Linked DNA regions of Sus scrofa: regions 1, 2 and 3 are each linked to region 4. The links are chromatin contacts, called in public Hi-C maps. All regions are on one chromosome and are shown on one strand. The core of a region is the stretch at or near the end of the contact, and the rest is flanking DNA. Distances in the headings are between cores, read along the strand shown. Region 1 holds the start of STARD3 (StAR related lipid transfer domain containing 3). Region 2 holds the start of PGAP3 (post-GPI attachment to proteins factor 3). Region 3 holds the start of TOP2A (topoisomerase (DNA) II alpha). Region 4 holds the start of PSMD3 (26S proteasome non-ATPase regulatory subunit 3).

Region 1 (2,848 bases), core at 154-2,653, 320 kb before region 4:
GGTGTTGTGATCTTGGTAGGCGTGGCCAAGCCCTAAGTTCCTTTGCTTGCCTTGCAGAGCCAGGGGAAGAGCCACAGCGCCCTGCCCACCCTGAGCCTGGCACATAGGTACCAAGCCCTGCATCTCCCAGATGGAAGTGGAGAGGGCATTGCTGTTCCTCAGAAACCCACCCCATCCCTACCCTATTTTGTACCTTTCTCAATTGCTAGGGCTGCGGCTTCTAGAAGACTAAGGCTGGTCTGTGTTTGCTTATCTGCCCACCTTTGGCTGATGCTCAGAGTCCCTGGGCACTTGCTGCCTGATGCCTACCCCTGCCAGTCATTCCCCCATTCACTGGGTGGGAGCTGGGGTGTGAGAGTCTGCATTGGAAAACTCAGTAAATGGGGGACAAAGGTTCATCCTTCACAATTCTACTCCCCAGACCCTCTCCCCTGGGCATAGGAAACCCACAGGGCAGGACCCTAAGATCTGGGGAAAGAGGGTACTGAGAACTTGTAAGTGCCCACAGATCCTTCTCCATCCCCTGGGAATTCCTTCTCACTGGCGTCTACCAGGGCCCAGGATTCAGGCATCCTTTCCACAGCCTCCACATTTTGGAAATCTTCCCCTTATCACCTGCTCCCCAGCCTGGGTGCCTGGAAGATGGACTGGCAGAGGCTGCTTTGTTGCCTTTTGTTTGTGCTTTGATGCCAGGAATGCCGCCTAGTGTAAGTCCTTGGGAGGAGGGGCAAACAGTGGGGGATCTAGGCTCTCCTTGTCCTCCAGCTGCTCTGTCCTCTTCCCTTCTTCCCTGACTCCAGGCCTGAACCGCTCCCCTGCTGTAATAAATCTTTGTAAATACCTGTGCTGAGACTTCTCTTTCAGGGAAAAGGAGAGGGAGGAGGAGGTTCACTATGTGGTAGTCATCCAAGGGTCAGGTCCTTGACCGTAATGTCCAGTCCTCTAGTTTGCAGCCTTGACTGCAGCCAAGTTCCAAGCCCTCTTAGGAAGGACCACAGACATTCTAGATCCTGCTAGGGAGGTGGAAAGAGGTGGGGCGGGGGCGGGGGCGGGGTGGAGAGAAGAGGGGTGCTTCAAGAGTAACTGGATTCCTCGTCCTCCAGGCCCGCAGGCCTCCCCTCAGGAAGCTCCCCTTTTTTCTCCAGAGTGCTAGGCCTCTGTGGCCCAATAAGCACGAAACCCCTGGGCTTCTAATTCCTCTTTTCAAGCCTAACTTTAGCAGCAGCCCCCATTTCCCGCCCTTGTGGGCGGGGCCTGAGGGCTTGGGGGCGGGGTTGGGAGAGGGGGCGGTGCCTCGGGCCTAGTACCTCCCGGTTCGCTCCCGGGGGCGGACTCAGTGGCGGAAGTGGCGCCGAGAGGAGATCCCCTTCCGCTCGGAGGCGCCGCCGAAGCTTCGGAGCCAGATTGCGGCTGGGGCTGGGAAGAGCCGGAGCCGTGGCTGACATGGTGCAGGTGGGTCCGCGAGAGGTCACTGGGACCGGGTGGTGGTACGAGGGCTACGTCTCGCCGATGGATCCTGGCTCCCTAGCCGGTGTCCGTTCGTGGTTCGGTCCGACCCTTCCCACACCCTCCGCGCTCCAGGTTCCGCCCCCTTCCTATGCTCGGCCTCGCTCCACTCAGCGCGGGGTTGGAGGGTCGTCTGCGTTGACCCTCTACGGCCCCGCCTACTCGAGAGAGCCTTGGAAAGGCGTCCCGGATCGCCCTCCAAAGCCTCTCACGTTGCTGTGAGGGAAGAAGCAAGGGGAAGGTATCAGGGTATTAAAGGTCAGGATCTGGGGAGGGGTCAGGATCTGAGAATGAGGAGGAAAATATTTCCAAGTTCCTGGAGGTCAATGTCTCACCGTCATCCGGTCTCCCTCAACTTCCTTTGGAAACGACAGTGAATGACTTCCCAGTTGACATTATAAGGGCCCTTTAACGTATCTTTCTTGAGTTCTTAGAGGAGCATAACACCAGTGACATAAATTCTCAATTGCAGTAGTGAACACGTACCCATCACCCTCTTTTTTGGCTTCCACCGCGTCGGCATCCCCTTATTTTCCTCCTGCTCTTCTGACTGTAGAAGCACGGTTTCACATTCATCTCTCTTGCTCAGCCAGCCTCTTAACTCTGGATCTGGATGGTCTCATCCACTCTCATGGTTTCAGCTTTACACCACCTACATACCCCAGTCGTGTCCAGATCTACCTTTTCACCGAAGCCTCTCCCTGGAGCCTCAGTTGGCCTTAGGCTACTAGTTGGACAGCTCCACTTCAGCTGGAATTCACTCTGTCTAAACTTGAACTGCTCTTTTCCCCTGCAGATTCCTTCTTTCTCTGCCACCCCATCTCAGCCAGAAACCTAATAATTATCATATATTTCTCCCTCAACTCCCATATCTAAGAGGTGACTTAGTCCAGCTGACTTCCTGAACATGCTTCACATCTAGTCCTGTGCCTCCCTCTCTTCTGTGACCACTCTCGTTGATGTGTTTCTCACCAGGATGACCACAGTGGCTTTCCAGCAACTTCCAGTCATGGCTGCCTGCAGCTCAGTCTCCAAACTGCAATTCTTCTCATCCTTGAAAAACACAATTCATAGTATCACTTCCTTGTCGAAAACCCTTGGATGCTTTCCCATTGCCTATGGGAAAGGCTGCATCTTTAGCACAATTTACAGAGCTCTCTCTGATCTGACGCCTTCCCCGCCAGTCTTCCTGTGTGTATCCTAAGGTCCGACAGGGCACTGCAGGACATGCTTACCCACACCTTGCTGCTTTGTGTCTCTGTGCCTTTGCACGCACCAGCCCCGCTGCCTGGAGAGCCCCTTCTCCTCTTATTGGCTGGGCTGCCTTCTGCTTGTCCTGGAG
Region 2 (2,848 bases), core at 333-2,832, 270 kb before region 4:
AGCATGGCCAGGGATTGAACACGCATCCTCATGGATACTAGTTAGAGTCTTAACCTGCTGAGTCACGGTGGGAACTCCAGGTTTACATTTGTCCTTCCTGAACATAAGATTTGCTCTCATTCACCAGGGAGGAACCCTTGCCATCTTATGCCCTACCTATGAAATAAAGCCCAAATTCTTCAGTCTGACTTTTGAAGCCCCATGTTGCCTTTCTAACTTTATTTCCCACTGCTCCTTTTCATGCACCTTGCTCCCTGAGTAAACCAAGCTGCTGGATGTGCCCATATCTGCCCAGGGCCTCCACTCTCTGTTTCCTCTGTCTGGCATGCAAAGCGGATAGTAAAGAGAACACACTTGTAGTCAAACAAGCCAGAACAGAAAACTCTGCTTTACCACTTACTAGCTGTGTGACTTTGGGCGGGGCACTAAACCTCTCTGAGTCTCCCATCTATAAAAATCAGGTTAAGAGAATCGACCTCAAAGGTTTGTTGTGAAAATTAACTGAATAAGTGCCCACTATGGCCACAGATCTAAATTTAATGTATCCATCTGGAAGCCCTTCCTTTACAGAATGTTCCAAAACAATCACTGCCCCCACATTTTCAAAGCCAGAAATGATTCCTCCCTCCCCTACATGCTCCTACTGCTTAATCGCTTAGGGCTCAAATCGTCCTCTGCAGGAATTACCATCCTGGCTCACTACTCATCCAGACTAGTATCCATGAGGACGTGGGTTAGATCCCTGCCTCGCTCAGTGTGTTAAGAATCCTGCTGTGATGAGCTGTGATGTAGACTGCAAACACTGTTCAGATCCGGCATTGCCGTGGCTGTGGTATAGGCCGGCAGCTGCAGCTCCAAGTCAACCCTAGCCTGGTAATTTCCAAATGCTGCAAGTGCGTCCCTAAAAATAAATAAATAAATAAATAAATAAAAATAAATTGTCCTCTTCCTTGTATTTGAGAAGGCTGAAGTCCCAGGTAGGGACTCAAAGTCCCTAAGGGCTGGACCCTGGTCTGATTTCAGTGTCATTCCAGGGATTTGTACCCAGGAGGTGGTAAATGCCCATTTGACTAAGTAAGAAAAAGTAAATGAAGCTCCTGGCTGATGAGGATCACCAGAGCTTCCACTCATCTTATGTTCATAATGGATTCAGGGGAGGAACGAAAACACACACTGCAGGGGTAGCAACTGGGGGCGAAGGGGCGGGGCCAAGATAAATGGGCGGGGTCTACCGCGGGGTGGGGCTTACCTGCTAGACTCATGTAGATTGGCTGGTGGGAGCGGAAGTGCTTCAGTGCGCCCCCGGAGCAGTTCCGCTCCTCGCACTGGAGCAAGCAGTCACGGTACACCGGCTCTCGGTCGCCCTGTGAACCGCTTGCTAGTGCGGCTGCTCCGGCTAGCAGCAGCAGCCGCGCCGTCCGCCAGGCCATCCCTTCACCCTGGCCCTCCGCCGGCGGAGGAACTTAAGTTCTCTCACTTCCGGGATAGCCGGAAGTGCCTTGTGTTCTTTCGCAAACTCTCCGCTGACGTCCACCCTAGTTTAAATAAAAGTTCCCGGATTTTTCTGGGCGCCTGCCCCGCCTCCTGTCTTATTCTTATCTGCATAAAACGTGCGAAAGGGTTAGGGAAGGGAGACGCCAGGTGAGTTAAGAAGCAAAATAAAGTTGTATTTTATCAACATCCGTGTTCTTTTTTCTCCGGGGTCTCTTAATTTGAACTGGGGCTGTTTTTCGGTTCCCAGCCTTATCGGATTTCCACTTCCTAATGTACCTGAAACTGTCCACTTTTCTCCTTCTCCACTGTCACCACCACCCTGTTTAAAGTCATCAGGGAGTTCCCATCGTGGCGCAGTGGTTAATGAATCCGACTAGGAACCATGAGGTTGCGGGTTCGATCCCTGCCCTTGCTCAGTGGGTTAACGATCCGGTGTTCCCGTGAGCTGTGGTGTAGGTTGCAGACGCGGCTCGGATCCCGCGTTGCTGTGGCTCTAGCATAGGCCGGTGGCTACGGCTCCGATTCGACCCCTAGCCTGGGAACCTCCATATGCCGCGGGAGCGGCCCAAGAAATAGCAAAAAGACAAAAATAAAAAAATAAATAAAAATAAAAAAATAAAGTCATCAGCATCTGTCACCGAGGCAGCTGTAGTAGCTTTTTAACACATCTCCCTGCCTCTACTTAAACCCCCTCCAGCCCATGCTCCAATTTCAAAAATTCAATTTTGATCATTTCACTTTTTCCTTCTTAAAATTCTTTCCAGGCTCTCACTTACCTCAGGATAAAATCGTAACTCCACAAGCCCTGCAGGATCTGGCTCCTGCCTACTGGTCTCCCTCACTACTCTGCCTCTGACCCACTTCAAGGGGCCATGTCTCTCAAGCTCCCTAGCTTTACCCCGTCTGTATCACTCTTAATCCCACTCCTGCTGATTTTTCTAGTCTCAAAATAAAGACTACTTCTGAGGGTGATAACACCTGGAAGGTGATATACAGTGGTCTGTTTTCCCTGGCAGAGTGAGGACCTCTGCTGTCTTGTTTTACTACTCTACTACCAGTACTAGTAGAGAATTTGGCTCAGGGTAGGCGCTCGCTAAGAACGCGGTTTTTTTGTTTGTTTTTAAGTGAATGAATAACGTAATTCGGCGTAAGAATTTGTGTGCCAAACCAAGGCTGTCAAATCACCAGAGTGATTCAGATGACGTTGAGGTAGGAGAGGGAGGTGTAGTATTTCAAGGAATATTAAGAGGAGGATCTTTGGGAATAGGAGGACGTTTGCTTTAGTATCACCCCTCCTCCCCACTCTATCCCCAGCACAAGCACACAACCCGTCTGATTGAAGCACCGACGCCTT
Region 3 (2,700 bases), core at 150-2,649, 360 kb after region 4:
TATTTATTCTATCATCCTGATTACTGTAAAGCCTTCTGGACTATGTACTACAATACGTATGATCTCTTAGGACAGTTCCAGTAACAAAGTATATGAAGTATAGGCAGTTAATCTGGACAAGGACATATCTCAACTACTTAGTAACTACATCTAATTCGCTTGGTTTTACCTGGGTCACTGATTCCACAGAGCCAATGTAGGTGTCTGGGCGGAGCAAAATGTGTTCCAACTGTGTTTTCTTTTGATAGATTCTTTCTATAGACAATCTTTTCTTAGCCTCTTCATTTTTCTTTGTTTTGTTGACTTGCATATTTTCATTTACAGGCTGGCAATTAAAAAAAAAAAGATTGAAGAAAAGCGATTTTGAATCACAGGTTTATCAGAAACTGTTCACAAAACACCTACCACAATGATCTGCTTACACACACCATGACAAATCACACGTTTTGAGGAGGTGTGGGTGGTGTTGACATCGTTTGTGTACAAACGTGGTGGTTTAAGTTATCTGCAGCCAGGTTCCTGGGTGTCAGCTTAAATGGGCATGTTCTCTAGCCCAGCGTAACTATCTGACACGGAAATGCGTTCACATCTTAGATGCCATCCATAGAACACACCCCCTTCTTTCATCTACTCTGCACCTATTGACTGAGGGTCTACTGGGTCCCAGGCACGTAAGAGATTCTCCTTCAGCAGCAGTTTGGGACGCTATGGAGTCCACCTTTTTTTTTTTTTTTTTTTTTGGTGCCGAAACCCGGGACCGAACCATGGAGTCCACCCTTTAGGCACATTAACGTCTTGAACACAGGAGGGGCATATTTTGAGCACTCGGGCTCCGGAGTGGGAACCCCGTGCCTTGTCCAGCGCCTCCCCAGGTCAGGGAGGTCCAATCCCATTTTCAGCCCGAGGGTAGATGAGGAAAGCATCTGTCCGCGCTGCATAAAGCCCCACGCGGCCCATTATCCCACCACCGACTCCAGGACCAATTGACTCGCGTTCTCTAGAAACAGTGAAAACACAACGCCACACCCGTTTAGCTGATGTTACTTCACTATTAGCACCACAAAGGGGTCTCAGCCTCTTCGCGATCGCGCCGAGCCCAGGGGACCCGGGCCCATGCGGAACGCCGGCGCCGAGCCCGCGGCGTCGGGACCGCAGCCGAGGCACCTCCCCCTCTCACAGGCAGCAGGATTGATGCCAGGCCGCGCTGAGGATCCGCGACGCGCCCCCTTCCACGAGCTGTACCTGAAGTGGCGACACCTCCATGGTGACGGTCGTGAAGGGGCTCGACAACTCTGCGAGCGACTAAACCGGCAGGACCCTCGAGATGGTCGGGAAGCTAGCCGCTTCTCCACAGACGATCGTCGGTTAGGAGAGAGCTGCCCCTCCGTTTGAACCTTCAGCCAGCCCGCCCAAACCAGAAGAGCCAATCCCTGACGCTCTCTGACGGCTTCCTTCCCGATAAACCAATCAGAGCTAGTCTTTTATATTTACCAATGAACGGCTGAGATGGCCGGGGGCCGGTTCGAATGAACCAATTAGGCAAGGGAGGCGGAACTAGAAGATCTTTTTCAAAAGGCACCACTTGGAGTCAAAGCGGAGAGACAGACAGGGAATTTGGCCAATAAGTAGGGCTGGTTTGTTCTCGGTGTGTAGCTCTTGAGGGGAAAGGGGTTTTCTGAGTTCCAGGGTGGGAGGAAAGAGGGGATATTTATACTTCTTTGAGATCCCTGGAATCTAAAGACCGCCCTCTATCCTGAGGCGTTTTTCTTTTTCCTTTTTTTAAACGAGAGAAACGGGAGTCCCAGCTCTGTTTCTTGAGGAAACTGAGCCTGGCGATTTGGTTCAGTTTAGCAAGTCGTCTCTGGCATCTGCCTCAAACCGTCTCCCCCACCCCACACCCGCCCCATTTATTTTTGCGGAAACAAATGTGGTACAGTTGTGGTTTGGGTTTTCGTATAATCGAAGGGCATAAGAGAGACCACACAAAAGAGAGCAGCGTTCAAGGCCCCTTGAGATCGGCGTGGGGCTGTGACTGGTCGAAGAGAATAGCATAGTCAGAGCTCAGGGGCTGAGGATGGTTTAGGGGCCTTTCTAGAACTGCAGCTGTTTCCTCAGGTGGCCGCCAGGATGCACTCCTACTTGTTAATTTGCTTTCCTCCGTGTTCCCCTGAGCCCTGCAGTCCAGATTTGACGAAATGCCAAAGACCAAAGCGTTTATTACTCTGACGTCTAAATGTTTGAGTGTGTTTCTTTTCTTTTTTTGCTTTTTAGTGCCGCACCCGCAGCATATGGAGCTTTCCAGGCTAGGGGGCGAATCGGAGTTGTAGCCACTGGCCTACACCATAGCCACAGCAACGCAGGATCCAAGCCATATCTGCGACCTACACCACAGCTCAGGGCAATGCTGGATCCTTAACCCACTGAGCCAGGCTAGGGATTGAACCCTCGTCCTCATGGATCCTAGTTGGGTTTGTTAACTGCTGAGCCACAAAGGGAACTCCTGAGTGTGTTTCTTCTGGACTCCTCAATCCACAATGTTAAAATGACAGAAAAAAAAAAGTCGTTGCCCTTATCAGATGCTAGAAAAAAAACTGTGCAATTTGAATGACTATAAATTCCATCTGAACCACCTCCTTCCAATCAATATTCCCTGAGTTTCAAGTCTTGACTTGGCCATTTGCCAGTCTTGTCTTGATGGAG
Region 4 (2,700 bases), core at 144-2,643:
ATTTCTTGGGCCGCTCCCGCGGCATATGGAGGTTCCCAGGCTAGGGGTCGAATCGGAGCCGTAGCCATTAGCCTACGCCAGAGCCACAGCAACGCGGGATCCGAGCCGCGTCTGCGACCTACACCACAGCTCACGGCAATGCTGGATCGTTAACCCACTGAGCAAGGGCAAGGACGGAACCCGCAACCTCATGGTTCCTAGTCGGATTCGTTAACCACTGCGCCACGACGAGAACTCCTCCCCTGGGGGATTCTTAAGCCCACCTTAGGTAGACTATTATTCTGTTCCCCATTTCACTACAGTGAAGAGTCTCCATCATCATCTTCCACCCTCTTGTGTCCAGCATCACAATACATGGCAGCCCAGAGCAGAGCTTCCAGCAGACCACGCTCTGGAGCTGTTTTTCTGGGTTGTTTTTTTTCTGGCGCGCGGGGGGGTGGGGAGTGTTGGTTTGCGGGGTTTTTTTTTGTTTTTTGTTTTTGTTTGCTTTTTAGGGCTGCACCTGCAGCATATGGAAGTTCCCAGGCTAGGGTTGGAATTCGAGCTGCAGCAGCCAGCCTACACCACAGCCACAGCAACATGCCAGACCCGAGCTACGTCTGCGACCTACACCGCAGTTTATGGCAACGCCAGATTCCTAAGCCGCTGAGCGAGGCCAGGGATTGAACCTGCATCTTCATGTATATTAGTCGGGTTTGTTACTGCTGAGCCACAAAGAGAACTTCTGGAGCTGTTTTTTTTTTGTTTGTTTGTTTGTTTGTTTTTTCCACCACCCTGCCCCCTGAAATGTGCTAGCCCTGAGCCTCACATAGAGTGGACCCCTAAATTTTACTAAATTATAAGTGATTATACGCAAATGCACTCTCCCCGCATCCGCACTCCCAGGCTGCAGAGATTTTATGCCTTATTTTCAGCACTAGCTAAAATCGGACAAGAAAGTCTGAATCCCATGGGGTTCTTCCTCGTCTCCAATTCGGTGTAGTTTTCAGCCCAACAGCCTAGCTCAACATCCCTTCGCAGCTTCTTTTCTTCTCTCGCGCCAGTTGCATCAAGCGGCGGTTGAGAACTGCAAATTGAGCGAGTTTAGGCATGAAACTCGCCTGGCAACTCGTGGCGTCATCACGCTCTGCGCTTGGATAGACCCTACCCATTTCATCGAAGTTGGGTGCTTAGAGTCCGCAGTGACCCAGTGGGGGCCTGAGGGGACCTCATGCGGACATACATAGAAATACACCGGAAAGGAACACAAAGGAAAAAAACACACAGAAACAGTTCAAAACAAGCCGGACAAACCCCTACAGGCTCCTCCCCGCTCCTCCTCGAAGATCCGCCTCCATCCGCACATCGGCTGTTGATTTTTCTCCCCTTTGTGGACTCGGCAATTGGCCCACTCGGCCTGGCATTTCCCACAAGGCCCAGCGCCGGGAAGGGGTTTGCAGCTGCTCCGTCATCGTGCGGCCCGACGCGAGCCCGCGCTCGTGTGCAGGCCCGGCTCGGTTCCTGGTCTCCGGTGCGAGGATTCACCCGAGGCCCCGGCCTCGGTCCCCGGACTAGGCCGCGACCCCGGGCGCCATGAAGCAGGAGGGCTCGGCGCGGCGCCGTGGCACGGACAAGGCAAAGCCACCGCCCGGCGGAGCGGAGCAGGAACCACCGCCGCCCCCAGCCCCTCAAGATGTGGAGATGAAAGAAGAGGCAGCGGCCGGTGGCGCATCAACCGGGGAGACCGATGGCAAGGCGGCAGCGGCGGCGGCTGAGCACTCCCAGCGAGAGCTGGACACCGTCACCTTGGAGGGTACGAGAGCGCGGGCCGTGGGCATGCCATGACCACGGGTGACAGCGCCGCGGTGATCCAGCGCAGCCTCTACCACCCCTAGTTCGTTGAGATCACCCCCAGGTGCCCGCCCCTACTTCCCTCACACTCCGACCCCAGCCTCACTAGCCGAGCCTTCTCTCCGGGCTCAGGCCCTTCGCACACACCTCTCCGCAACCTGGGGTTGCGTCCAGAACTAGATGTCATTGGGCCCGTAGACTCCCTTTTCTGAATTCTCTCCTCTGACGTTATTACTCCTTTTACACTGATTCTGGCGTCCCCAGTGTATGATTGACCTCTCTAAAAACCAGTGTAGTCATGTGCGAAGGAGGTCAGGATGACGCAGAATACTGGCCCCGAGTTTTAAGAATGGTTTGTTGTCTTAACTACCTTTAGCAAACTGCCCTAAAAGAGCTCTTTTTACATAGCATCTTGCTTCCTAGTTGCTGTAATTGAGATGCCCGCGCGATCCCCTTTGCCCTGTTTCTCCTCCTCTAAGCCCAAACTCCTACTGTTTCTAAAGTTTAAATATATTACACACCTTGTTTGAGTTCCTCGTACTTGCCTTCCACCTAAACAACCCCCAGCCCATTTCTTTTCTCCTCGGCACCTGTTGCCAGTTTCCTATCATTCTCTCGTTCCTCCAAGTTCATATTTCGCTTTTCTTACTCAGAGCTCCCTGTCCACATTCGGAGTGGGTAGAGTGAGAGCTTCTCATTGTGATCTTGATGTTGTTTTTCTGTTCTGGATCAAATAGGACCAGACTATTTATTGATTTTCTCTGTACTTAACTGCATAAGAACCTCGCTCAAAAACATTGAAGTAGGAGTTCCCGTTGTGGCTCAGAGGAAACAAATCGGACTAGGAACCATGAGGTTGCGGGTTCGACC

Evidence for each region. A called contact is a pair of places that touch in the nucleus more often than the background predicts.
Region 1: a Hi-C map of liver shows a contact between it and region 4, with 3 times the contacts expected there. The contact joins the promoter of STARD3 here to the promoter of PSMD3 in region 4. A contact is called at or near these places in 1 of 5 promoter capture datasets (liver), 2 of 47 Hi-C or Micro-C datasets (embryonic fibroblasts and liver) and 1 of 2 datasets of contacts at active chromatin or transcription factors (alveolar macrophages).
Region 2: a contact with region 4 is called in a Hi-C map of embryonic fibroblasts, with 1.8 times the contacts expected there. The contact joins the promoter of PGAP3 here to the promoter of PSMD3 in region 4. A contact is called at or near these places in 1 of 47 Hi-C or Micro-C datasets (embryonic fibroblasts) and 1 of 2 datasets of contacts at active chromatin or transcription factors (skeletal muscle).
Region 3: a contact with region 4 is called in a Hi-C map of liver, with 4 times the contacts expected there. The contact joins the promoter of TOP2A here to the promoter of PSMD3 in region 4. A contact is called at or near these places in 2 of 47 Hi-C or Micro-C datasets (heart right ventricle and liver) and 1 of 2 datasets of contacts at active chromatin or transcription factors (skeletal muscle).

What each region holds. Positions count from the first base shown.
Region 1 is chr12:22,679,240-22,682,087 of Sscrofa11.1, reverse strand. STARD3 (StAR related lipid transfer domain containing 3) reads left to right here and starts at 1,403. Exons shown (of 15, transcript NM_001143725.1): 1 at 1,403-1,452. PPP1R1B (protein phosphatase 1 regulatory subunit 1B) reads left to right here. Exons shown (of 6, transcript XM_021067047.1): 6 at 58-844. The coding sequence ends at 107.
Region 2 is chr12:22,629,153-22,632,000 of Sscrofa11.1, reverse strand. PGAP3 (post-GPI attachment to proteins factor 3) reads right to left here and starts at 1,582. Exons shown (of 7, transcript XM_013979725.2): 1 at 1,250-1,582. The coding sequence starts at 1,430.
Region 3 is chr12:21,999,999-22,002,698 of Sscrofa11.1, reverse strand. It overlaps TOP2A (topoisomerase (DNA) II alpha), which reads right to left and starts at 1,399. Exons shown (of 35, transcript NM_213884.1): 1 at 1,243-1,399; 2 at 170-325. The coding sequence starts at 1,263.
Region 4 is chr12:22,359,243-22,361,942 of Sscrofa11.1, reverse strand. It overlaps PSMD3 (26S proteasome non-ATPase regulatory subunit 3), which reads left to right and starts at 1,393. Exons shown (of 12, transcript XM_003131496.5): 1 at 1,393-1,792. The coding sequence starts at 1,573.